Regions from separate parts of the Arachis hypogaea genome. Here region 2 is linked to region 1. A link is a contact called in public Hi-C data. All regions are on one chromosome and are shown on one strand. The core of a region is the stretch at or near the end of the contact, and the rest is flanking DNA. Distances in the headings are between cores, read along the strand shown. Region 1 holds the start of LOC112775751 (methionine gamma-lyase). Region 2 holds the start of LOC112777646 (protein HLB1).

Region 1 (7,643 bases), core at 2,085-4,584:
CTTGTGGCCCCCAATCATCCACCATTTTAGACAAAAGGACTCACGTGCTTGTTGTGATCTTTGTTAAAACATTATCTTACAGGACCGTTCATACAAATATTGAGAAAAATTATATTTAATTTTGAAATTATTACTTTTCTTTCAAGTACAAATATTTAATAAAACAATTTTTAGAAATAAAAAATTAAAAGTGTTTTTTAAAATTATAAATATAGTTATATCATTGACCTTTTACTCATTAATGTAAGGGATGGTGGCTTTTGTATTCACTTATTATTAAAAAAAAAACTAATTAATTACTTCACCTAATGCATTAAAATCTTTTATTTTATAAATATGTTTTACAATTTTTCTCTATTATTTATTAAATTTGACTCCACCATCTTTAAGAAAATAAAAAAATGTTTAATTAATTAATTTTATTTATATTGACTACAAAATTATTAATCATGTTATAATATGTATCATTCATTTTAGGATTTTGTTAAATGCTATAGAGACAGCCCTAAGAGAGTGAAAAGATTTTTTTTTTCAATACATTCAATGCATGAAATCTTAAACAATAATAAATAAGATAAAATTATTAAACTAGTATCTAAATAATAAAATTTGAATCCACTATCTTTAAGAGAATAAAAAAATAAAAAATAATATGTTTAATTAATTAATTTTATTTATATTGACTACAAAGTTATTAAGTTATAATATGTATCATTCTTTTAAAGATTTTGTTAAATATTACAGGGACACCCGTGAGTGAAAAAAAAAATTGTTTCCAATACATTCAATGCATGAAATCTTAAACAATAATAAATAAGATAAATTAATAAAATAGTAACTAAATAATAAATAATAAAATTTTAATGTATATCACATGATAAATAAGCACTTAATTATACTTTTGATCGTATTTTTTAAAATTATATTTGTCTTAATATATTTTAAAATTATTTTTATCAATAATATAAATTTTAAAATATTATTTTAGTATTTTATGCAATTAAATATTTAATTCACATTTTTTATTGAAACTTTTTGTTTGTAGTATTTTTAAGTAATGCACCCCAAGATTTTTCTAATTATACCTCCACATTATCTTTCTTCACGACTTAAATATTTTGGATCTGTCACTAATTCTATGATGCCCTGAGGAATTATATACCATTATTTTGGAGATTCAAGTACTAATGACGTGTTTGATCTAATCTTATAGTTCATGCTGATAAATGTATCTTTTTTATTACATTAAAAGATTTAAAATCTTTTTTATTTATCAAGTGAAATTTTAACTTTTCCTAAAAACTCATATTTTTTATTACATAATAAATTTTTTTATTTAAATTAAATAAATATAAAATTTATAAAAATACATAAAATATAACATAATTACATAATATACCAAGAAGGTTTCAAAAAAAATAAATAAATATCAGGTACTCAGACTTGATCACAAAAATTAGATGAGTACTAAAGATCCAAGGTACGTGCAAAATTTTTAAAGAATCTCCTTATCTCAGAGAAATTTTAATTGGTGTTTTAGTGTATATAATTGAATTGATGCTATATATATATTTTTTTACCAAAGATACGAAGGATTGAATCCGCAACCTCTTAGATGAGTATGAGAAGATTATGCCATTTGAGTTATTATTCATTGGCGAATTAATGCTATATTTGTTTGATTTTTATCATTTTATTTTATTCAATTTAATTTAAATAATTTTAAATTATAAAATTATAAAAATATTAAATTTAAAATTTAAATTAATAATTTAATTTAATAAAAATAAATATTCTTATATTATGGTACTAATTATTTTAAAGTATAGTAATCTAAATTTTAAATTAAATATTTTTATAATTTTAAAATTTAAAAATTATTTGAATTCAATTAGATGAAATAAAAAAAATAAGAATCAAACAAACATAGCCACAATTCAATTATATACACATCTCCGTTACTAAGACGATAATTGAAACTTATGTATATTTCAATACACTTTAAAAATTGTGCAAGTATCTCGGATATTCATTGTACATTTACATAATTACTTTATATTTTATATATTTTTGTAAATTTTTTTATTTATTTAATTTAAATAAAAAATTATTTTCTAATACTATAAAAAATGAAAAAAAAAATTTAATTTTAAAAAAAAAATTCGAAAAGATAAAAGACCGAAACAAACACAAACCTGCAATGATATCGGCCCCACCACTGATAAACTTGGAGATACTATGAACCACCACGTCAGCACCCAGTCTTGCCGGAGACAGCACCATCGGAGCGAACGTGTTGTCCACCACCACCGTCACACCTTTCCCGTGCGCCACCCTACTCAGCTCCGGCACGTTCGCCACCCTCAGCGTTGGGTTCGACACCGACTCGAAGTACAGCACCTTCGTCTTCCCCTCCACAATAGCCTTCTCCACCATCTCCACGTCGTCAACATCCACGAAACTCGTCGTAATGTTACACGCCCTAGTACAAGTTAGTTTCAACCAAATAGAATCCGTTTAAAAAAATAGTTACAACTGAAAATTAATTAATTAATTAATTTAATAAATTAGTTTGTTAGAGTAGACTCAGATACGACGTTGGAATATAAATGGAGTAATGTTATGGTGCGCCAAGATCCAGCGTGATTTTCTCTATGCTGAATTTGAATTTGTATGGTTTTGGAGTGCTAATTAATTAATACCTAGGGAGGAAGTGGCGGAGGAGGGCGTGAGTGCCGCCGTAGAGTGCTCGGGAGGCAACAATGTGACCGCCGTTGGAGCAGAGCTGGAGGAGGACGGCGGAGATGGCGGACATGCCGCTGGCAGTGCAGTAGGCGGCTTCGGTTCCCTCGAGGGCGGCCATGAGACGGCTGAGGTTGAGCACCGTCGGGTTAAAGTGGCGGCTGTAAATAAAGTAGTCGCCGTCGGGGCCAAGCTCTCCGGAGAACATCCGCCGCATGGTCTCTGGCTCCATCACCGTGAACGTGGCGGAAGCCTCGATCGACATGTTAACCCCGCCGTGTTCTCCAAACTCGTGCCGCGCACTCGCAAGTGCAGCAGCTGGGTCATGGCGGTTGGTAGCAGATGACAATTTCTTGGCATCGCCGCTGCCAGTTTCGTCGGAACGGCTGCGTTTTGGGGTTGTTGCAAAGAAAAGTGTGTCACTCATGGTTGGTTGTGTTGTCTTCGCTATTGTAGAAGAGGAGGATGGAACGCAGGGTATTAAAGGGATGAAGGAAGAAAAAAGGAAACTTAATTAAGCTGTGTATATGGCTTGGATGTTGGAAAGGTGCAAATAGTAGTCGAATTTGATTTGTTTTGCGTGCAATGTATATGTATTTATAATGGTTTGGACCATGAATAATTATTAACGAGGAAGTTTCTTTCCAAGATAGTATGAATGTATTAATTTTTTTTGTTTTTCTAACCACTGAACGTATTAATTACTATACTGAGTTAAAGAGAAAATATTTAATTTGATTTTTGAAATTATATTTAATTTTTAATTTAATTTTTAAAATTTTAATTGTCTCAATTAAATTTTTAAATTTTAATTATGTTAATTTTTTTGGTGATTTTTATCAGAAAATCAATTAAAATGTTTAAAAATTAAATTGAGATAATTAAAATTTTAAAAATTAAATTAAAGTTCAAATATAATTTTAATGGCTAAATTAAGTCTTAAATTAATGAAATAAAAGAGTTTTATATCATGGTGCGTATTTTATATATATATATATATATATATATATATATATATATATATATAATACAATACAATACATTCACTTTCGCATCTCTTAGGAAATTCTCATCTCATAGGAAAGTGAATAAATTGTATTGTATTGTATTTGTTTATAATTATATATACGAGAGTACAAAAGTAGTACATAATAAAATATATTAAGTATAATAATTTTAAACATATTTTAGGTATGTTTATTTTTTTATGTTCAATCATATATTAATAGAAAATAAAAATTTATTCTCTAAATACATTTTGACATATTTAAATATCATTGTATCTTAATATATTTAATTTTATTTTTAATATATATTTTTAAAATAAATTTAAAAATAATATATATTATTATTTATTAAAAAAAATTAAATACTTTATATAATTAAATAAAAAAAATTTTTGGAGTCAACAATTTTTAATATTTTTAACCATTATTTATTCAGCATAAATATTAAATTATTTTAATAAAAAAATTATTAATTTATATGTGTAAATTCTGAAAAATTTAAATATAAAATTGTATTAATTCATGTATGCAAAACTCTTAGTAAATATAAGTACAAATTATATACTTCTTGTATGTAAAATATATGTAAATATGAAAACAAATTATTGTTGACTGTTTTGCGGGTCGCTTACTTGGGGATTGCTGACTAAATGCTGGCCAAAAATAATAATATTTATTGATTATACAGCATTGCTCTTAAATAAAGATATTAAAATAATAAAAAAATTAATTTATATTTTAATATTAATAAAATATCAAAATATCATTATAATTTATATAAAAAATACTTTATATTATATATGTATCGGATTCCCATGTCTTTAAAATTCATATGTTCATTGTCTCGTGTCGTGTTGATTGAACATGTCATTTTTTTATAAATTATTAAATTTTATTAAACAAAAATTAAAAGATGCTATAAAAAAAGAATATTGTTAGACTTTATATAATAAATTTTAAATAAATATAGAAAATACTAATACATAAAAAATTATAAATCTTTTCTATTTACTAAAATTAGTTAATAAATATAAGTAAAAATTTTATTATATTAAAATAAATTTATATTAAAATGCTAGTTTTAATTGCAGCCAAAAAACATAAAATAATTAAATTTTAGAATAATTATTTAAATTAGTCCCTAAAGATTTTAAAAGTGGACATTTTAGTCCCTAAAAAAAATTAATACACAGATTGTAATACCCTAACTATCAAAATGTCACGCTTCCGGCTGCGCTACTCTGATAGCTTGGGTATTATGACGACTCTTAAATATTTAATACTAAAATATGAGCCTGTTTAAAACTTAAATCGTATTTTGCAAAAGACCGTTTAAAACAAAACATAAATATATACTTATAACCATATACATAGTATTAACTTACAAGCTTAACATAAAACAAATCCTATCCCTCTTACAAATTGTGAAAGATAAAGGCGAGGGAAATAATAAATAATAACTAAACCAATACAAAACGTTGTGACAATAACTAGGTAAACTCTTCATGACTTCTACGTCTATATCCTAAAAAGGGAAATTTGTAGGGGGTTGAGAACATCATCCTCGAAAGGGTTCTCAGTAGAGGGTTTTAAAAATTGTTATGAGAAGATACTTTTAACGAAAACTGTTTTAAAAGCTCAGTAGTCGTCGTTGTCTTATGAATCTATTCAAACATCGACATGTAATTAAATCTGAAATTCCAACACCCATATCTTAATTTCATAAAAATTCCATTTTTATAAGTAGACATAATATTCAATGTAAATACCAAGGGATCAATCAACCCAAACTCATCCGTCGTGGCCTCCGGCTCAATATACAATTAAATTTTGGCCTCCGGCCCAACAAAACTCATGACCGCTATCATCAATCCACCACCAATACTTAAAACAGAAATCAGTCACAAGCACAAACAAATACAAGGCAAACACACTTAAAGAACAGTTACAACAAATATCACAGTTACCAGTTAAGCAGAACTTATCAGATAGGCAAACCAAAATAATTTAAGCACTCCCAAGCAATGGCAAACAAATGCAGTATGATGCATGCCTATCCTACTGACTGTGAGCTCACGTGTCGGTTACTTTTCCAGAGCCTGACACATCTAGTAGCTAACCCGGATATCGTCTTCTTGAAAACTGGTGGGTGGTACACCACTACGAACCCCACCTAGTAGGCAGTACACCACCATGAACCCTACCATTGCGAGCGATACACCACCACAAACCTCGTAAGATCTTCAATTGGAAAATAACACACACACATCTGGGCGGTAAACCACACGAACCCCACAAAGCATCCACTTTTAAAAATATGTGGGCGGTACACCACCACGAACCCCACATAACATCCTCTTTTAAAAATATGTGGGCGGTACACCACCACGAACCTTGACAGGTCAAAGCTCAAAACAATTTCATTTTTATTTGAAAACCAACATCACTCCTTATAATTTTTTCCAAAACACCCAAAACCACCTTACTTAAAATAAGTTCTTCTTTCATACAAAACCCAATTCTTACTTAACCAAGAGTTTTTTCCAAACCAACTTCAAGAGCATTTCAGATCAAAATCAGGAAAGAGAGAAAAGCGGATTCTTTTACAATCGAGTCTGCTGCGGGATAAAAGAAGCTCTGATCTGGATTTGTCTGCAGATGATGATGTCCACTCCTGGCTCGATGCGCTTAACGAAAGGGAACTCTCTAGATTAAGAAAGAATTTCCTTCGTAATTAAGCAGCATCCTTTAAGTGAGTAGGGGTGCGCCGGACCGCCGACGAATAATAGGTACCCCCACACCCCAGGCAGAGTTAGTGAGCCGTGTAATAGGCGACCATTTCGCGCGGTTCGGGGGGCACTTGAGTCAGCCGCCGGCGCCCGCGGGTAAAATACTAAAAGAATCATCTATTAATTAAACTCACGGCAGGGTCTCGAGACTTTAGGGAGGATGACAACCAATTTCGTTCTTTAAAATTATTAAACTCCTTGAATCATAATTCCTTAAAATGTAGTTCTTTAATCAAACTCAAAACATAAAGCTTTTCTTAATAAAGCAAAACTGAAAATATAATCCTTTCTTAATAAATCACATTCAAAACATAAAGTTTTTCTTAATAATTTAAACCCAAACATAAATCTTTTCTTAACAAATCAAATCCAAGGCATAACCCTTTTTATTAATAGTTCGAACTCAATATAAATCTTTCTCAATAAAGCTCAAAACATAATTCTTTTATTAATAACTCAAACTTAAAGCATAGCTCTTTATGTAATAAATCGAAATCAAATAATATGATTCTTAAATCAAATTTTCTTTTTAAGTAGTACTTCAAACAAAGTCTCAGAGTTTCATAAAATTTCGGCAGCACCTCTCCTAAAATTCAGACTTTGCCACCCTTTCTGGGTCCCAACCAAACCAAACCAAATGCCTGTCAATCATTCAAATCACTTTCAAATTCTCATAATCTTTTCTGATAAATCAACAAAACCCATTTCCAATATCTCAAATCATCTCAAACGCCAATTCATTTTCAATATCAAATTAAACCTCAAACCAAGAAAAATTATTTTACATAGTATTTAATCAAACCAACTTTCTAACTCAATAATAAAAAAAGTCACAGCCCAATCATCATCATAATAACCTTAATCCAAGTATAAAACCCAATTAAACATCTTCAATTAATTCAATAAACCATTCAAACTCGCATTTACATTCACTACAGGAAACCCAGTTCAATTCATAAGACTTACGAAATCATAAAGACATATTTTTCATATTAATATCTGATGGATGGAAGTCGGATTCCACACCCAAATTCGTCGGCAAGTGTACCGGGTCGCATCAAGTAGTAATTACTCACATGAGTGAGGTCGATCCCATAGGGATTGA
Region 2 (7,643 bases), core at 2,231-4,730, 320 kb after region 1:
AGCTACACGGCAGAAACGGAAGAAAATATGTCGGAGTACTATTATCCGCCACATCGTACGCCTACGACACAGTGGTGCTCATCCCCGCTAAAAACAAACCCACTACCCCTATTCGAAACACCCTACCAAAGAATAAAAACACAAAGCAAACACTGCCCCAACACATACAAGCAAAACATAAACAGACAAGTAATAAGGAAAAAGAGAAGAGCACCAACCTGATAAAACCAAGTATGAAGTGGAAAAACTGAAGCAGAAAACGGCATTGAACGTGGGAAAAAACACTAAAACGCACAAAGAAAGAAGAGAAATATGAAGAAGAGAGAGCAGAAAAGATACAAAACAGAGGGTACAACAGAAATGAAGCTGACGAGGAAAAAAGAAAGCGAAAATCAACACGGTTGCAAGAGGCATAATACCAAAAATGCCCTGGGAAACCAACAAAGGTAGAGGGGCATAAGAGGAATAGCAGTCCAAACGTCCCTTCGCAATAAATACTCTCTCTAAAAACGCAACTGACAGCGCACCTCGACAAGCACAACGGGCGCAAGAATATGAAAAGACCAAACCAAATCACCAACACGAATTCCAAAGGTGACGACCCAAGAGTCCCCCACTCCCACATCAGGAAACCCGTCAAAACGACCACCCGGGCTAAACCTCCATTCCAATAAACACCAAATAAAAGCCATAAAATGGCAAAACCCATGTCCTTCAGCGATGAAGACCGACCTTACTCGCTCTCCCGCTACGAGGGCAACTGTTACGGACCCAACCTCTGGATCCCATGCCTAGTGCGGCCCCCGAACTCGGCTATCCGGATTCGGCCCACTTCGTCCTTCTAGAAGGCCCAAATCGGCCTCTTATAATCTCCAACCAACATTCGAATTCAAATACCTCTCTTATCTTAGTCAAATAAGATAAGATAAGATAATCACCATCACCTATATAAAGGGGCGCCCCACGCCTCTTCAGGTACGTCATTCGTTCTATACACTTTATACCGCTTAGATCCATTCTGACTTAAACGTTGCAGTGTCTTTGCAGGTACCACCCCCATTGCTCCAGTCAGACAATCCGACAACCACCTCGACCCACAAGTCCCCAATCCTTCTCACAACCCATACCAGAGGCATCCAATACACATATTATAACAAAAAATTTAAACAAAACAACATTCATATAGTACTTATGCGAAAGAGATAATAATCAAACTCCAATTAAAACATGGTCAACATTCAAATTCACAAGGCAAAGAATGTTCATACTCAGCTTGTTGGTAGCTTTATACTAGATTCAACAGTGGATATTAACATACAAATTCATAATAAAATTGGCTGAAACAGAAAAAAAAAATGAAAAAGGAAAGACTTGTGAGAAAATGAAAAAAGATATCGACAAGAAATTCTTTAACTCCTAATTCATATCAAAAAATTAAGTAATTATAATTTTCTTGTAAGCTAGTCTGTTACAATAACCAAATTCTTTTAACCTATATAAAAAAATTACTAAATCATGAGAAGAGTTGGACCAATATGTAGTGCAGTTAAGAAATACTTCAAGTAAGAAAAATACTACACTGTAGAAATCAAATTCTTCTACATGTGTAGATGTAAGATGTACACATGTCGACTTCTCAGCGTGTCTGATCGAGACTGAGTAGAGTGATTCTCTGATGTAGACCTGCTGCACACAGTAGATTATAGAAAATATTAGACTCTTTGCACTTAGTGTTAATTTGAAGGGTTTTAATGAGTAGAATTTTATTTTATTTTATAAATATTTTCTTGGCTAAGACGGGCGGGTCCAGATTTTGTTGTGGGGCGTATATTTAATCTTAAAGTGTGCATTATTTTATTTTGTATTGCATTTTATAAATATTATAAGTATTAAAATTTTATATATTTGATTTAAATTATTTATCAATACATATAATGTTTAAAAATGTGATTTTTTATTATAATAATATATTAAAATTATTAAATCTAAGTTTATATTAATAATTGTTAATAATAAAGATTGAAAGTAAAGACTAGATTAAGTTTATATATTGTGTTTGGTGTAAAATATGTTAAACTGAGTAGATGTCTTGATATTATGTTTGGTTTAAAATAAATATAGAGACTAAAAGATATATTTAAAATTTAACAAGTTAAATGAGAGTATTTATTGTTGTTAAGAGACGTCAAATGTCTTTGAATATGAGAAGTAAAACGAGCTCAGTAATTTTATGCATATTGGATGCGTTACTTTTTGTGAATAATTAGACTTTATTAAATAAAAATAAAAAAATATTATAAAAAGAGAGTATTGATAGATTTTATAAATATAGAATATATTAATGTATAAATATATAAATATTTTTTAATATATATTATTTTAAAATAGCAAGTGCAATCTTTTTTAAAAATAAATAAATATAAAGTATATAAATACATATAAAAATATTTTTATTTATTAAAATTAATTATCATGCAGTATTATTTGTAATTACAAAATGTAATAGTATATTATTTGAAAATAATTAAATTATTAGTTAAAAAATAAAAAACAATCTAATAGTTAATTTTGTTAAAAATATATTATTATATAATATAATTTTTATGCAAATATTTGTAAACGTGCATCTTATTCAAAATATTATATGTTCACAAAATTATCCTTTGACATATACTTTAAAATATTATATATAACACATGAAAATGTTGATTTTTTAATTTTTTAACCTTTCAAAATATATTTTTTGAATTTTTTATTTATTTTCTTAAAAAATATAAAATAAACAAAAACATTGAGGTTAGGCTAGGGTTTTCAGTTTTTGTCCAAAGAGTTCCAACAACGGCTACTACAGAAACAGGTCCAACTGTGAATCTAACTTTGGGCCCAGGTCCAATATATTTTACCTAATGCAATTACGGTTATTGTAAACATTTTTATTAGCGATAAATCCAATTAGAAGTAGTCCTTACAGTAGAAGATCTCTTTTCTAATATGGACCCCATTCTTCAGTAATTGTCTGCTGTGAAGTTACTCTATTACCCAATGTTGAACAGGGAAAACTCATAGTTAGTTTGGTCCAAATATTTTCAAAGAATTAGAGTCTGTACCCAACTACAATCAAACATAAATTTGAATCAAATCTGAAACCTATGCTATAATCAAACAGGCTCATAACGATAATCAAATTCCAAAATTCCTAACTCATATATGAAATCGAGAATTTGAGAGAAAAAAAGCAGCAAAATTAAGCAAGAAGAAGGAGAAGAAATTCACCAAAAAGCAAAAGTTAATGTCACCGAAAGGTAAAAGTAGGGAAAGCAGAGAAGAATTAAACTCCAAAATCTCTAAATCAGAGTTGAAATCAAGAATTAGAAAAAAAAAAAAAAAGTGGACATCAAGCAAGAAAAAAGAGAAAAACTCACCAAAATACAAAAGATAATGTGGTCGAAATATAAAAGTAGAAAAGACAGATAACAAAGAGATAGCAAATGTGAGTAAACAAATCATAAATTCATAATTAAGAGTGGAGGAGACGGTGGTTTTGGTGCATGTAAACTTTTAGTACATGTACGAGAGTAAAAAGGAATTAATTTTTCAATTTTTAAAATTATGTCTGTATAACGTAAAATATAATAGCTAATTTTACCATACACCTCATCTAACTTCGAGGGAAAATAACATAGATTAGATAAAAGTTAAAATATTGTCGTCCTCCTCAGTCTTGTGTTTATTCGTTCTCCATTGTCACTAACCTCTGCTTCTGACCACACCAATCCCCTATCTCTTTCCCTCTCTGTTCTTCAACTGTGCCTGTGACTGCGATCACACGGAAAAGCTCTTCGCTTAAACCCCAAAATGCCCGAACCAGAAGAATCCCACAACGGAGTCCAACCCGAGCCTAATCCCCAATCACTAACGGACCAAAATCCCAACCCTCAGCCAGAGCCACAATCGAATCCTGAGCCTGTTCCTGTACCTGCAGCACAGGCGCGATCAGAGCCGGAACCTAGATCCGAAGCTGATCCAGCTGTTAACAATGATGCAGATCTCAGTGAAACCGCGATCCGTTCCAACCACACGGTGGATGCCAACCCTCCGGCGCAACCTCAGCTTCGGAAAGACGAAGGGAACCGAACCTTCACCATGAGGGAATTGCTTAACGGATTGAAGAACGAGTCCGAACCTGACAAAGAAGATTCCAATTCTCCCCGCACGTTAGTTCTCTCTCTCTCTCTCTCTCTCTCTCTCGCTGAACATTAGAAATCGAGAAAATGGAGTAAATTACGATTTGTTTAGCGATTTCGCAGTGATGAATGTTTGATTGAAAATTGTCGACCGTGAATTAGTACTTGAAAATACGTACATTTTCAACGTTGAAGAACTACATATGATGTTCAAAATAGAAAATACGTGAAGGAGAAGTTTTTGAGCATTTACTCATATTTAGCTCCTACACTAACTGCTTGTAGTTATTTGAATTATTATTCATATATTGTTGTGGTAAATCTGAATGATAGAAATGGGTTTGAATTTGGGAGTGGTTTCACCTTGCGCAACATGTAATGTGATCTGTAATGCATGATTTGGGAATTTTGCAGTCATCAGAGTCAACAGCAGCAGCAGCAGCAAACACAGCAGAACAACGCTGCAATGGAGTTGATAAACAGTGTTGTAGGTGCTGACGAGGAGGGCCGATCGCGGCAACGGATTCTCACATTTGCTGCCAGGAGGTATTGTCACCTTGCCCGTCTATACAATGAAAAAATGTCACATTGGGAAATTCTATCAAAACTTGGACCCTGCATTGTCGTTTTTTGAGAATTTTTGGAGCTCCATGGCCATAGGGTGCAATTTTTATATGTTTCTTGTGGAAACCTTTATGAGCTTGTAATTTCTTACATGAACTTTGTAGGTATGCTACTGCAATTGAGAGGAATCCAGATGATTATGATGCACTATACAATTGGGCATTGGTGCTTCAGGTCTGAACAGCTGTCTTGATTTATTGTTGTTGTAAAATCAAAGTCAGCTGTTTTTTGAATCACTTATTGAATTTCTGTTTTGTTCTTGGCTTGATTTTAATTTTACTCTTCATTTTAGGTTAGATTATATGCTTTCAATGTGATTGAAGTATTCAGTACAAATTATTCTATCACATTACAATGGTATATAAGTGTGCATTGACATTCCATGCTTTAATCTGATTGAAATATGCATTTTGCATATCCTCATGAAATGGGATTGCAATTGCAGCTTCATATGTGTTGTATGTTAGAAATAAATGGATATCGATTACCATTTTTCCAAGTGCCAGCAGATGTGAGCTTTATTTCCTAAACTGTCCTCTCAATCTTTGTTACGTTGTCATGCAGGAAAGTGCAGATAATGTTAGTCCAGATTCCACTTCACCTTCCAAAGATGCTTTACTTGAGGAAGCTTGTAAAAAGTATGATGAGGCCACTCGCCTTTGCCCCACACTACATGATGTATGTAAGGGTATCCTTATCCTATGAAATGACTTTTTATTTGGGTGGTGCCCAGGAAGAGAAAAATAACTTTTTTTTTTTGGGGGGGGGGGGGGGGGGGGAAGCTAATATTAATAACATAGGCTTGGTACTCAATAACTTTCACTATATAGCATTTTGGCTGATTCCACTGCTTGGACATGTTATCTTGAGGTCACACGACTATTGTCCTGTTATTCCAAGGCTCCCTTTCAATTTCCATTCTAAATAACATGCCATAATTGAATGCCTGTTATTCTATTGAATATTTTGTGAATTTGTGTCAATTTTTACCTAGGATCTGGGTAAGGGTGTAAGTGAGATTAATAGATGGTAGATCTGAACTGGAGTAGTTGAACCTAATGAGCCTGACCCATAGATGATACTTTGTACATAAATTAGTCTGGCCACGATAATATTCAAATAACACACACGACATATATGTGAAGGTTACAAAATATCATGCTTATATAATTAAATTTACTTCGAATATTTTATTCAGATATTGCCTATTAACAACTTGGCCTAACAGTAGAATTCTCAAGCTCGGCTCATTTATTAAATAAGCTTCTGTCCTATTAGGTTAGTTAATTATGTGGGATGAACTAGTCGGCCTGTAGTGAGTGAAGACTTTGCATCTCAATAAAAACATGTCTTGCTAGACCGCTGGATCTGTGTTTACTATCATCCTCTGAGCCGTGACCCTTGTTAAAAGAAAAGTAAAATGCATTGCACTGTTGGTACATTACCATTTCTTTTTTCCATTGCATTCCTTTTTCTGGGTTCTATCAGTCCACAATTCCCTATGTACATTGCGTTACTAGGCATGCTTTCACAACTAGCATTATCCCTATGTTGGAGGCAGTAGCCATGTAGCTAATCCATTTGCACGATGAATGCTGACTTAAATGTAGTGATGCTCGAGTTGTCCTCGTCATGTGTCTATTGATGTGATAGGAAAACCCAAATATGTGCCTCTTTGCAAATAAGTATGCTTGTAATTGGATACTGTAATTATAATACTGTGAACAAAATGAGTGTCTATAATTTACAATTTTTTCCCTCTATCAAACTTTAGGCTTTCTACAATTGGGCTATAGCAATCTCTGATCGGGCAAAAATGCGTGGTCGCACAAAGGAAGCTGAAGAACTATGGAAACAGGTCAGCAAAAATATGGTTCTTGGCAGCTCTTGCTCTTGTAGATTGTAAATTTGTTGATGGATACTGCATAATGCTGGATTCAGAATTCATAGTGAAAATAAATGGACTAATTTTTCACATTTGAATTTATAGTTGTCTTGTTAACTGTTAGTTGATATAGAGGCTTAGCATCACACATCATGATTATTGTAAAATTGAAATTTGCATTTCCCAGGCAACACGGAACTACGAAAAAGCAGTCCAGCTCAACTGGAACAGCCCTCAGGTTCATTTCATTATTTCTAAAACTTTGTCCCTTTGTACTGTGATTTCTCGTTGAGTTAAACCATTTCAAAAAAGTTATTTTTTACATGCTTCCTTAAACAAATATTTATTTTTAATTGTATTTTATATAAAAAAGGTTTCCTTTCCTTATCCTGTATTTGTTTGATTCCTGCAACTTCTAAATTTCTTTTCAAGAATTCTCATTTGCATACTGACATCCTACTAGTTGTTATTGACTCTCTTGAAATCTATTTCAGGCACTTAACAACTGGGGACTTGCCCTTCAGGTATATTTGATTTACTTGTATGCAAACTTTTTTATTTCATACAAAAGGCATAAGAAAGCAATGAGTCTGTATTAAGATTGCATGCTTCTTACTGCATTTTTGGGTAGTGCTTCTGGGGCAATGATTTATAGTAGAACTTTTGTTGAAGCAAAAAACTTGAGCTTCTTGGAAAAGATATTAAAGAAACTGTTTTCACCTTCCTGGGAGCCGAACACTTGAATTTCTCCTGAAAGGCCTTGTTTATGCCAAAAGCACTTCTTGACTCGTAAACAAATCTCATCTTCAAGTGCTGCTAGTTATCAATTTAAGTAAATTTAGGGGAGTCACATCTTTTATTAATCCTTAGCTAAGAAGGTTATCCGTACATACACGTAGCACACTCCAGATATATTAAACCAGAGTCTTATTTCATAATTAGCTTATTCT

Evidence for each region. A called contact is a pair of places that touch in the nucleus more often than the background predicts.
Region 2: a contact with region 1 is called in a Hi-C map of leaf, with 3 times the contacts expected there. The contact joins the promoter of LOC112777646 here to the promoter of LOC112775751 in region 1. A contact is called at or near these places in 3 of 8 Hi-C or Micro-C datasets (leaf and an unstated tissue).

Annotation. Positions count from the first base shown.
Region 1 is chr19:98,859,466-98,867,108 of arahy.Tifrunner.gnm2.J5K5, forward strand. LOC112775751 (methionine gamma-lyase) reads right to left here and starts at 3,335. Exons shown (of 3, transcript XM_025819585.3): 1 at 2,703-3,335; 2 at 2,196-2,482. The coding sequence starts at 3,169.
Region 2 is chr19:99,174,771-99,182,413 of arahy.Tifrunner.gnm2.J5K5, forward strand. It overlaps LOC112777646 (protein HLB1), which reads left to right and starts at 3,481. Exons shown (of 14, transcript XM_025822030.3): 1 at 3,481-4,214; 2 at 4,599-4,730; 3 at 4,913-4,982; 4 at 5,373-5,486; 5 at 6,583-6,666; 6 at 6,881-6,931; 7 at 7,188-7,217. The coding sequence starts at 3,856.